Linked DNA regions of Pan troglodytes: region 1 is linked to region 2. The links are chromatin contacts, called in public HiChIP or PLAC-seq maps. All regions are on one chromosome and are shown on one strand. The core of a region is the stretch at or near the end of the contact, and the rest is flanking DNA. Distances in the headings are between cores, read along the strand shown.

Region 1 (5,239 bases), core at 980-3,479, 140 kb before region 2:
TACCCTTTGCTTTTCCTCAACGAACTTTCCTTCTACTTAGGGTTTTAGGGCATTTGTACAAATGATTTGGTTCCTTGGGTCTGAATCTTGGGGATGTTTATCATTTTCGTTGCTTTCAGAAAATAGTCTGCATTTCCTTCTATTACCTGGACCATTTTCCTGGCTTTTTAAAAAAAATTATTATTCAAATGGAAAAGCGGCGAGCCCAGAATGAGCCGACGAATTGAGCTCTTCCTTCTCTCGAACACGGGGGCACCTCTACCCGCTACAGACTTGAAGATTTTACTCACTTCCTTTCATCCCCTCGCTCGGTTTTGGAGGGTAGGGGCATGAAGTGGTTGAATCTAAAACTGACAGAAAACCAAACCTCTCTTTTGGCTGCTTTTTATTTAAGGGAAGGGGGAATATGTTTTTTTGTTTTTTTTGGATGTAAAAAAAATATTGCTAGAAGCCGTAGTTGGCGTTTAAAGGAAAGTTAAGTAAGTGAAACAGATTGGAGGCGGGAACGCGGAGAATAAGGAAAACTTATAAAAAGCCGTGCGTGCAGACGGGGTGGGACCCAGCGATTCCTGCTCCAGGCCCACCCTCACTCCCTTCGGACGCAGACCCCGGGGGCCGCCCTCCGCACCCGCACAGGCGAGAAGGGGGGCTTTCGAACAACAAAACAGAAACCTCCTGGAAACTTAAGCGCGAGTTCTTTCTCCCGCTGCCGAACCCGAGCCCAGATCTCCTTTCGCCTCCCTTGGCACCGGGTGCGGGCCGGGATCCCGACCTCCGCGCTGGGGAAGCGCGACCCCAGGAGCGGGCAGCGCCACGCTAGGGCCCCCAGCTCAAGCGGACGCAGGCCCCGGCCCCCTCCTCACATCGGAGCTCGGCGGCGAACGCCAGGCCCTCCCGGGCACGACCGCGCAGCTCCGGCCGAGCCCGGCCGGCCGAGGGAGGAAAGTACAAAGGCGGGCGACAGGGCCGCAGAGCGGGGAGGAAAGAAGGGAGGAGGGGTAGCGAAGGGGCGCTTGGGCGCGCCAGACGGGAGAAGCCCGCCCCTGCCACCCCTGCCCGCCGGCCCGGCCGCCGCAACAAAAGACCCCCGACCCGGCCGCCTCCCTTCCGACCGCGAGAGGTAGGCAAGCGAGCCGCGCCCCGGGGGCTTCATTACCTGGTTGCAAAGGGTTAAACGGTCCGGTCAGCCCCAAGTTCATGGTTTGGTTCCTTAGCAGGACTCCCGAAGGGCGATCGTCAAAGACCAGGGGGGAATCCACCAAAACACACGAAGAGAAAACGCCCAACTCTCGACCCGGCTCTGTCCACAAGAGTCTCTGGGCTCCTTCCTCGCCAAAGTCCGAGAGCGGAGGCGCCGAACCAGATCCGAACCGGGCAACAGCTTCGGGGCGACCGAGAGCCGGCGCCGCGCGCACACATCCAGCGCGGCCGAGGCCCCGGGCGGCGGGAGGAGCGCGCCCGCCGAGATCGCCCGGCCCGCGCTCGCCACTGTCTCCCCGCCGCTCCTGCGGCGCGCGGGGCCGGGCTGGCGCGGCGGGGGCTAGCAAGGCGCGTCCCGGGCCGGCCGGCGGGAGGGCGAGGCGGAGAAGAGCGGCCTGAGCCGCCGCCGCGGCGCGCGGAGCTAAGAGCGAGGCGGCGGCGGCGGCGACAGGACAAAGGAGACCATGTGCGGAGGGAGGGAGGAGGGAGAGGGAGGAGGAGGAGGAGGGCGCGCGGCGGCTTCTCCCCGGCGGCCGCCCGGGGCTCCCCGACAGCCGGTCCCGCCTCTCCAGCCGCGCCGCGGGCTGCCTGGTCCTGGGCCCGCCGCGGTGCTGGAGGGAGCCGCTCCGGGAGTCTGGATTTTGTGCGGATCTCGCCGGCGCGCGGCCCAGGAGGCGCTGCAACGGCGGGGCGCGGGGCGGCGGCGCCTCTGGCCGGAGCTTGCGGGCTGGCGGGTGAGCGCCCGGGGCTGGCTGGGCTCCGGCCCGCGCTCGGCTTGCCGGCGCCTGCCTCTCCCGCCGGTTCACAGCTCAAGTGAACTCCATCGGCGGCCGCCGCGGGCTCCCTGGCTGGACGGTAGCAGGAGGGGGCGGCGGCTACGCGGGGGCCCCTTGCTCCGGACTTCGCTCCCCGACTGCGCCGAGCGCGCCTCCTCCAGACGCTCGCAGCTCTCGGAACGGGACTTCCTCGGCGCGCCGAGCCCGAGCCGCCGGTGCCACCGCCCCTCCTCCGTCCCGCCCCGCGCGCCCCGCCCCTCGCCGCCCCTCCTCTCGTCCCCGGCGCCGGGTCGGCCCAGCGGAGGCGCGGTCCCCAGGCGCGACATCGACAGCTGTTGCTCCCCCCGCGGCTCGAGCCCTCGGCTCCCCCCGGCTGCCTTCCTTGCGGGCGGGCGCGGCGGAAACTGCACCGCTCCTCGCCCTCCCCGCAGTTGCCGCTTCCAAGATTGCGCCATGGCAGGGAAAGGCCACTAGGCCCGCAGCCTGGGGTTGAATTGCCACCAAGCCAGTCACATCTGCAAAGAGCAGGCTCTCTGGGCGGTTGTGAGGGCTCAGTGGGAAAGTCATGTATGTAAAAGGCCTGGCACATAGTAGGCGCTCAATACAAAATAATCATTGCATTGTGGAAAATGGAGACGGGGATCACGGTCTGGGTCTCAGAACACAAAGGTCTTCACCTAACCTCCTTCCCCACCACAGCCGACTGACCGCAGTGTGTTCGGTTTGATGAATAACTTAAGAGCATGAACTGGCCACTTACAAATCCTCTCCTCCCAACTCCTCACACCCTCTGACACGTGCACACCCTGCATCCACAAAAGTGGAGCCTGTTGCTTCCCCTGGCATTCACCGATTGTAGGGAAAGAATGAAAGCAATGGCAAAGCCTCGCTACATGGGCAGCAGTTATGTCTATCATCCTAACATGTATCGTGTCTGTATCCCCTAGAGCACAGTGCAGTGCCCCCAGAGGGTGTGGGGGACTGAATGGCCAGAAATGAGGCACTCAGCAGATTCCCCTGAGCAACCCACTCCCACCAGAACACACCCGGGGCGAGGAAACCCTCTGAAAACATCTGGAGTTTTAATTCCACACCTGCAGCTTGACAAGGTTCCTCCTTGGTGCAGAGGAAAAGCTGCTGCAATTTTCCTAGTACAAGAAAAAGGGCAAGCAAGGCCTAGGTTGCAACTGGTAGGGTTGTGGAGTACAGTGGGCACACCAAGGTGGGGTGAGAGGAAAACTTCAGTTCTAAGTCCCCTCCCAGTGCCACCGTTACCTGGAGTGTGGCTGAGGAAGAGAGGAAGAGAACAGGGGTTGGGAGAGATGCACACCACATATGAATGACATGCAGACTGGTTTAAAGTAATGATGGCCACTCCTTGCCTCTTTGAAGTTGCATGTCTATCACTATTTGATTTCATGGCACTCTTGAAAAACCTCTCAAGTTAAAAAAAAAAAAAGGTGGGGGTGCTTGCTATATGGCATACTTCCCCCTCCTCTAGCCTCTAAGTTTGGAAATAAGAAGCCTTCTCTCTCTAGCTTCATCACCCCCTCCCCCAAACTGGTAGCACAATGTGGTGTTATACAAGTCTTTTTAAAAAGATAGGTAACAGTGATTTTTCTCTACCACTGCCTCCTGAGAAGTCAAAAGAAAAGGCATCTCAGAAGGTATAGGTTTGGAGATGGATTTTCCAGTTGCTTACAAGATGTCACAATACCCAGCTGTGGTCCTCCAGCGAGGCGGCATTCATTCTGAAGCTGTTTAGACAATACCAGGATAGCTCAAAGGCGGACATGAAATGTTCTAGAGAAGACATTAAAAGGTTGTTTCTTTTGGAACAATCAAAATGGAACAGTTTTCTTATCTTGTTGTTCTAGTAAAATCGGTGTTACAGGGAAGAAACTGCCTGAGCTCCTGCACCATCCCCTACAGGGTAAACTGAGAGCACGACGGCATGGCAGCTTAGCTGACCAGCTGAAACCACTTGGCCCTCCAGGGTGCTTTCATTAGGTGGCACTTCTGACATTTATCATGCCTTGCATTAGATTGTCATCAGTCTGGGCGCAGTTGCTCACGTCTGTAATCCCAGCACTTTGGGAGGCCGAGGCAGGTGGATCACTTGAGGTCAGGAGTTTGAGACCAGCCTGGCTAACATGGCGAAACCCCGTCTCTACTAATAAAATGTGTAGAGGTGCACACCTGTAACCCCAGCTACTTGGGAGGCTGAGGCAGGAGAATCGCTTGAACCTGGGAGGTGGAGGTTGCAGTGAGCCGAGATCACGCCATGCCACTGTACTACAGCCTAAACAACAGAGTAAGACTTTATCTCAAAAAAAAAAAAAAAAAAATTGTCATCAATGGTTACCAGGGATTAGGCCTCAGATGACGGCCTCAGCCAGATCTGCATGTGTCCAGATCTTTTGATGATCTCTCATCAAGAGGAACCTGGGAACGCCAAAAGCCAAGCCTCTGACCACTGTGGCCACCTCCAGTGCTGCTCCCCAGGGTCCCCTGGCTGGCCCGGTTGCAGAACACCACCCACTGTGACCTGCTCCATTTCTCATCCTCCCTCCAGACTCACGAATGAGCCCATTTCTGACTGGTTTCCAAACTGCTCTATTCCCTATGCTTTCTGGAAGCGGGGATGGGAATGAATGTCAAAATTGGAGGGGACCAGGTACACAACAGCGTCAGAAGTAGGAAGAAGGAAGAAAGAAGACTAAATTCGATAATCCATATATTAGGGACTGAATCCAGGTCAGAGGGCTTTCAATAATCAGGAAGATTGGTTTTTTTTTTTCCTTGAGAAATTTAATTTCCTTTTATTGGAGTTTTAATATAAAGATGCCAAGTCAAAGGCTGGAAGCTATCTTTTCTGTTACATGGAGGTGGATTAACATACTAAACACTAATGGCTTCTTAACATCACCTTTAGCCTCTGAACCCAATCTAAGGAGAACAAGTCTTAGAAAGCGGCAACCCTTTCTAATAGAAAGCAGAGAGCAAGAATGTGGACTCAATTTCCACTCTGGTGTTAGATTAATGATTTCAGAAATAATTTTTAATATATGCCCAAAGATCTTAGCCAAGTTTATGATTAATCAGTTAAAAAAATGTAAAGCTATGTTAAAATATGGAGCCTTCTTCCTCAAATCTCAAAAATACGTCTAAAGATTTAAACTAGGTTTAAAAACAAAGGGAAATTCTTGTAAGTCAATCTATACTTTCAAATTCTTATTAATTTATTAACTTATTTAAGAGAC
Region 2 (4,974 bases), core at 501-3,000:
CACTGCACTCCAGCCTGGGTGACAGAGCAAGACTCTGCCTCAGAAAAAAAAAAAAAGAAAGAAAGAAAGGGTAGAAGCCATCAGATCAGATGGTGTGTTAGTCTGTTCTCACGCTGCTAATAAAGATAACACTCAAGATTGGGTAATTTATAAAGAAAAAGAGATTTAACGGACTCACAGTTCCACATGGCTGGGGAGGCCTCACAATCATGGTAGAAGATGAGGGAAGAGCAAAGGCACATCTTACATGGCGGCAGGCAAAGAGGGAGCATGTGCAGGGAAACTCCCTTCTATAAAACCATCAGATCTCGTGAGACTTATTCACTATCACGAGAACAGCACAGGAAAGACCCACCCCCGTGATTCAATTACCTCCCACCAGGTCCCTCCCACAACGTATGGGGATTATTACAATTCAAGGTGCAATTCAAGGTGAGAGCCAAACCATATCAGATGGCATGGCCTATCAGATGGCATGGCCTTCAAAGGTGAAACAGGAATAATGTCTCTACATTTTGCAAGGAAAGCAAAAGACCCTTGTCCCTGGGCTTCACTCCACAAGAATATTTGTCTACAGCAACACGTTACATTCATAAGATGCAATGTTTCCCACCTAGGAATGAAGAATAGCACGTAGTCTGACAACCTAGAAAGGAAATAGGATGAATAAACTTTTAACTATTTTTCTCATAAGTACATTTTCACCTCACATATTTGATGCTATTCAGAAATGAGTTGTTCTACAGTAGCATATTTTTCAGAAAGCTGAGGCTTACACCTTTAAGTAAAACACTTAACTATATCAAGAGCAATCTCCCCTGCTTCCATACAAGTTTCCCACACTTGGTTACCTCGAGCTTTATTTCATCTTCTCTTGATAACAGGCCACCTTCATGAGGACCAGTCACTGTGCCTGCTCCTGACAGTGGCTGAGATGGAATGCCCCCAGGTGCCCACATGTGGATGTCAGTGCTCTAGGTGCCCCTTCATGGAAGGGTCCCCCACAGCTGCTAGTAAGGAAGTACACAGAGAGAGAGAAGAGCTGGGACAGTTGAAACGGTTTGGTCTTTTCTTGCCACAACAGTTGCTGCTTACTGCTGGCAGCATGAGTGGCGATTTGTTCCTAAATTTTACGCAGAGTATCTGTTCAGGGGCTGGAGGGTAGGGACACCTGGACCAGAGAGCCAAGTGCCTGGGCTTCGGGAACAGCACTTTGCCATTCAGAATCAGGCCCTGTGCACAGTAGGTGCTGTCAGAACTCCAACTTCTGATACAGTGAGGTGTCCCTGCGCTTATGGAAGCCAGGAAGAATACTTGTGGAATTCTTGCCCGTCAGCAAGCAGAAAGCAGTAAAGAGTGAAGGTGGGAACGCCATCCCCACTCCACCTGGCTGGGAAGCCTCTTGCAGGATGCAGCTGGGTACAGTTTCATGGAGCAGACTGCAGAGCTTTACTCTGAGTGTTCTTGGCGATTTAGTGAAATATTTCTGCTCTCCTGTGAGCCCTGCACAGACCCTCTGCTCCAGCTCTGGAAGGGCTGCTGGAAGTAGGGCCTGGAGTCATCCTATCGTTGCCTCTCAGCTGGCTGGAGGATGCACACAAACACAAAAGGTGATATTGACAGTCAGCATCAGATCTGACTGCTCCCGACAACTCCTGTGATACAGCAGCCTCCGGGACTTGAGGACACATCTGTGAGGAGATGTAGTAGCTGCCATCTGCACAAACTGCATTATTTAACTGCACTGGCACTGATTAACATTTGCTGTAACCTATGGTAATGGGCTCTGGGGCTTTGCATGTCTGCTACACAGTGGCAGCTGATGTCTCCTGCTCCATCCTTAAAACAGGATGCTTTAATTTTTAATGGAGCACATGTTCGATTGGCTATACAAACAGGCTAATCTGCAAAGCATGTGCTCAATAACAAGCCTGACTATGCCGCCAGAATATCAACATGACTCGGCTAAGCTGGGGAGGAGTGGGTGGGACTCCCGCTCACCTCTGCCAGCCAAGGGCTGGGAGCTGGGAGCACTGGCCAGCTGAAAGTCCAGGGGTGGCTGTGGCCAGAGGCACATGTGACCTCCTCTGGAGACCCCGAGGGTCTTCAGCTTCTGGGTGCCTGCAAATCCTAGCCAGCAGGGAAAAGAACAAAATTGTGCATCCGGCAGGTTCAGGCCTCTAGTGTAAAGCCAGATGTGGCATTAAAGATGAAACTCCCCTCTGCTGCATGGGCATGACTAGAATGAGGTATATGCATCCAATTAGACTTACTGCCCACCCTGCACTCTGCTCAAGGATGAGAATTTAAAGGCAAATAAAGCATAGTCCTTGACTTAATGAAAACTACACCAATGGCCACAGTGGCAGTGTGAGAAGTGGCGTGTTAGGTGTAGGTACAAAGTTCTCTGGGAGCGCACAGGAGGAAGTCAGCCAAGAGGAGACTAGACTAAAGTCGGGTTCTGAAGGATGAGCAGGAGTTTACCAGAAGTACTTTTAAGATGACACCCAGTTATGAAGGAACACAGTGTGTGGGCAAGGGCAAGCAGTTTGAGGCACTAGTATGCAGCTTGAGATAATTACATCAAGGTATCTGGGGAGAAGTTGGAAATTTGGATCCAGAACTTAAGGTAGAAGCAAAGGCTAGAGACAGAAACCTGGGTGGTTATCAGAAGACAGGTAATGTTGACACATGGAGCTCTGAGATAAATGGTCTCGAGAGAAGGGATCCAAGGACAGAAGTCTCAGGGCTACCAACGTTGAACTTAGGGGATGGTTATAAGAAGTATCTCAAGGGGTGGGTAAAGAAGTGAAGGAAGGGAGAATTCCAGGCATAACGAGAGGCCACAACCTCAAGGCAGTCAAGTAACTAAAGCCTCGAAGACTTGATCACAGCTGCGATTGTCACAACCCAGCAATGACAATCCCAGTCCTTATGAGTATGAAGTGCTTTCACATCTATTATTTCACAACAATACTGCAAGATAGGCAGATGTCACTCTTCCCTTCTTTTCTAGATAAGTGATATAGTTTGGGTATTTGTCCCTGCCTAAATCTCAGGTTAAAAATGTAATTGCCAATGCTGGAGGTGGGACCTGATGGGAGGTATCTGTGTCATGAGGGCAGACCTCTCATGGTTTGGTGCTGTCCTCATAACAGTGAGTGAGGTCACATGAGCTCTGGTTGTTTGAAGGTGTGTGGCATCGCCCCTCTCTCTCTCCCTTGCTCCTGCTATCACCATCTGATGTGCCTACCCACCCTTTGCCTTCTGCCATGATTAGAAGCTTCCTGGCCAGGCGTGGTGGCTCATGCCTGTAATCCCAGCACTTTGGGAGGCCGAGGCAGGCGGATTACAAGGTCAGGAGATCAAGACCATCCTGGCTAACAAGGTGAAACCCTGTCTCTACTAAAAAATACAAAAAAATTAGCTGGGCATGGTGGTGGGCACCTGTAGTCCCAGCTACTCAGGAGGCTGAGGCAGGAGAATGGCATGAACCCGGGAGGCAGAGGTTGCAGTGAGCCGAGATCGCACCACTGCACTCCAGCTGAGCGACAGAGCGACGAGACTCTGTCTCAAAAAAAAAAAAAAAAAAAAAAAAAAAAAGCTTCCTGAGGCCTCCCCAGAAGCCAAGCAGATACCAGTGCCATGCTTGTGTGGCTTGCAGAACCAGGAGCCAATGAAACCTCTTTTCTTTATAAATTACCCAGCCTCAAGTATTTCTTTATAGAGATGCAAAAATTGCCTAACACAATGAGGAAACAATATCAGAGAAGGTTAGACTTCCCAAAGCCACACAGTTTCAGTCACAGTGGGAGCGCTGGGACTAGAAGGCCACTCCGCAAACTCTCAGCTCCAGACAGGACACTGTGCCAGGGTCCAAGAATATGAGGGTCCCAGGTCCAAGGAAGTAACTCTGGAAAAAGGCTCCCAAGTCAAAATTCTCAATACCATCTCCTCCCCTGGGGTAATCACACAATGTGCTCAGCATACTCAAGGCTTTGAGAAGTTCTGCACTTAAGCATGAGCTACCAATGAAAGCAACCTGTCTAACTTTAACTCACTATTTCCCAAACTTATTTGCTCTTGGAATCCTTTTTTCAAATTTTATCTTTTAACATTCCTAGGAAGAATTCAGGAAATCCTGCTCTAATAAACTCACAGGAATGCTTCCTCCAACAGGGTCTTGGTTTTGAGTGGTTTGTGTCTGGGCAAGATGGGTGGGCACTGTTTTAACCACACACTTTCAGCCATCCATCCCTTCTCTGTCTCCACTGTTCTTTCCAGATACTCTAGTATCTTTCATAGTAAATGACATTTATTTGTTCATGTTTTTCTCTCCATCAGCTAAAGGACATATTTTATCCATCTCTGCATTCACAGTGTCCAGCTCTATTACCTGGCAAAGAACAGGAACCCCGGGAATATTTGCTGAATTGAACTAAAAAATTCTACAGTGGTGGAATAGAGCTAAGCCAATTAACGTGTGCTCAAAGCTTCAACCCAGGCCTCCTTGGCACAGTGTTGTCATCACAGGAGGCCAACCGTCCAATGTGACAGCTGATCACTGTCCATCTGGACTGCCACTTGGAGACCTTCAGTGGGTGGGCAGCCTGCCTTTATGAGTCACATAGCTCTGGGTCCTGGACAGCTTTTCAGCCTGTATAGCCCCTGACTGCCCCCCTGGCCTGGCTGTACAGGGCAGCAGATTTTGCTGCTAAGTATCTTCCCCTTCTACCTCCAGGCTGGCTTCTCTGGTGAAACAAAGCCCTGGAGGTAAGAGAAATCTCCCGAGAGGCCAGACTATCCTGGGGCAAAGAGCATCCCTTGGGGACATGCAGTTTATTGATGTTTATGTGTTTTCCCCTGGATGGCAGGGTATTTGGAGGACTTGGGTGGGTTGGGGGTTATTAATAAATGCCCATCCCAGAGTTGAGGTTGTTGAATTGTCAAAAGGCCTTTTTGGTTTGTGACCAG

The links. HiChIP or PLAC-seq counts read pairs in DNA pulled down with a chosen protein or histone mark.
Region 1: an H3K4me3 HiChIP or PLAC-seq map of stem cell-derived excitatory neurons shows a contact between it and region 2, with 4 times the contacts expected there. The contact joins two enhancer-like sites. A contact is called at or near these places in 1 of 1 datasets of contacts at active chromatin or transcription factors (stem cell-derived excitatory neurons) and 1 of 1 other capture datasets (stem cell-derived neural stem cells).

The regions. Positions count from the first base shown.
Region 1 is chr6:79,313,286-79,318,524 of NHGRI_mPanTro3-v2.0_pri, reverse strand. The region is part of intron 5 of AUTS2 (activator of transcription and developmental regulator AUTS2); the gene reads right to left. Among named protein-coding and RNA genes, the nearest start is that of GALNT17, 440 kb to the left of the region's middle. Within about 2 kb of position 2,229, at least 20 of the 24 cell types and tissues checked have an H3K27ac peak or open chromatin away from gene starts, as enhancers often do. A contact at or near this core is called in stem cell-derived excitatory neurons, where this site is marked.
Region 2 is chr6:79,176,842-79,181,815 of NHGRI_mPanTro3-v2.0_pri, reverse strand. All of the region lies in intron 5 of AUTS2 (activator of transcription and developmental regulator AUTS2), which reads right to left. Among named protein-coding and RNA genes, the nearest start is that of GALNT17, 580 kb to the left of the region's middle. Within about 2 kb of position 1,750, at least 2 of the 24 cell types and tissues checked have an H3K27ac peak or open chromatin away from gene starts, as enhancers often do. A contact at or near this core is called in stem cell-derived excitatory neurons, where this site is marked.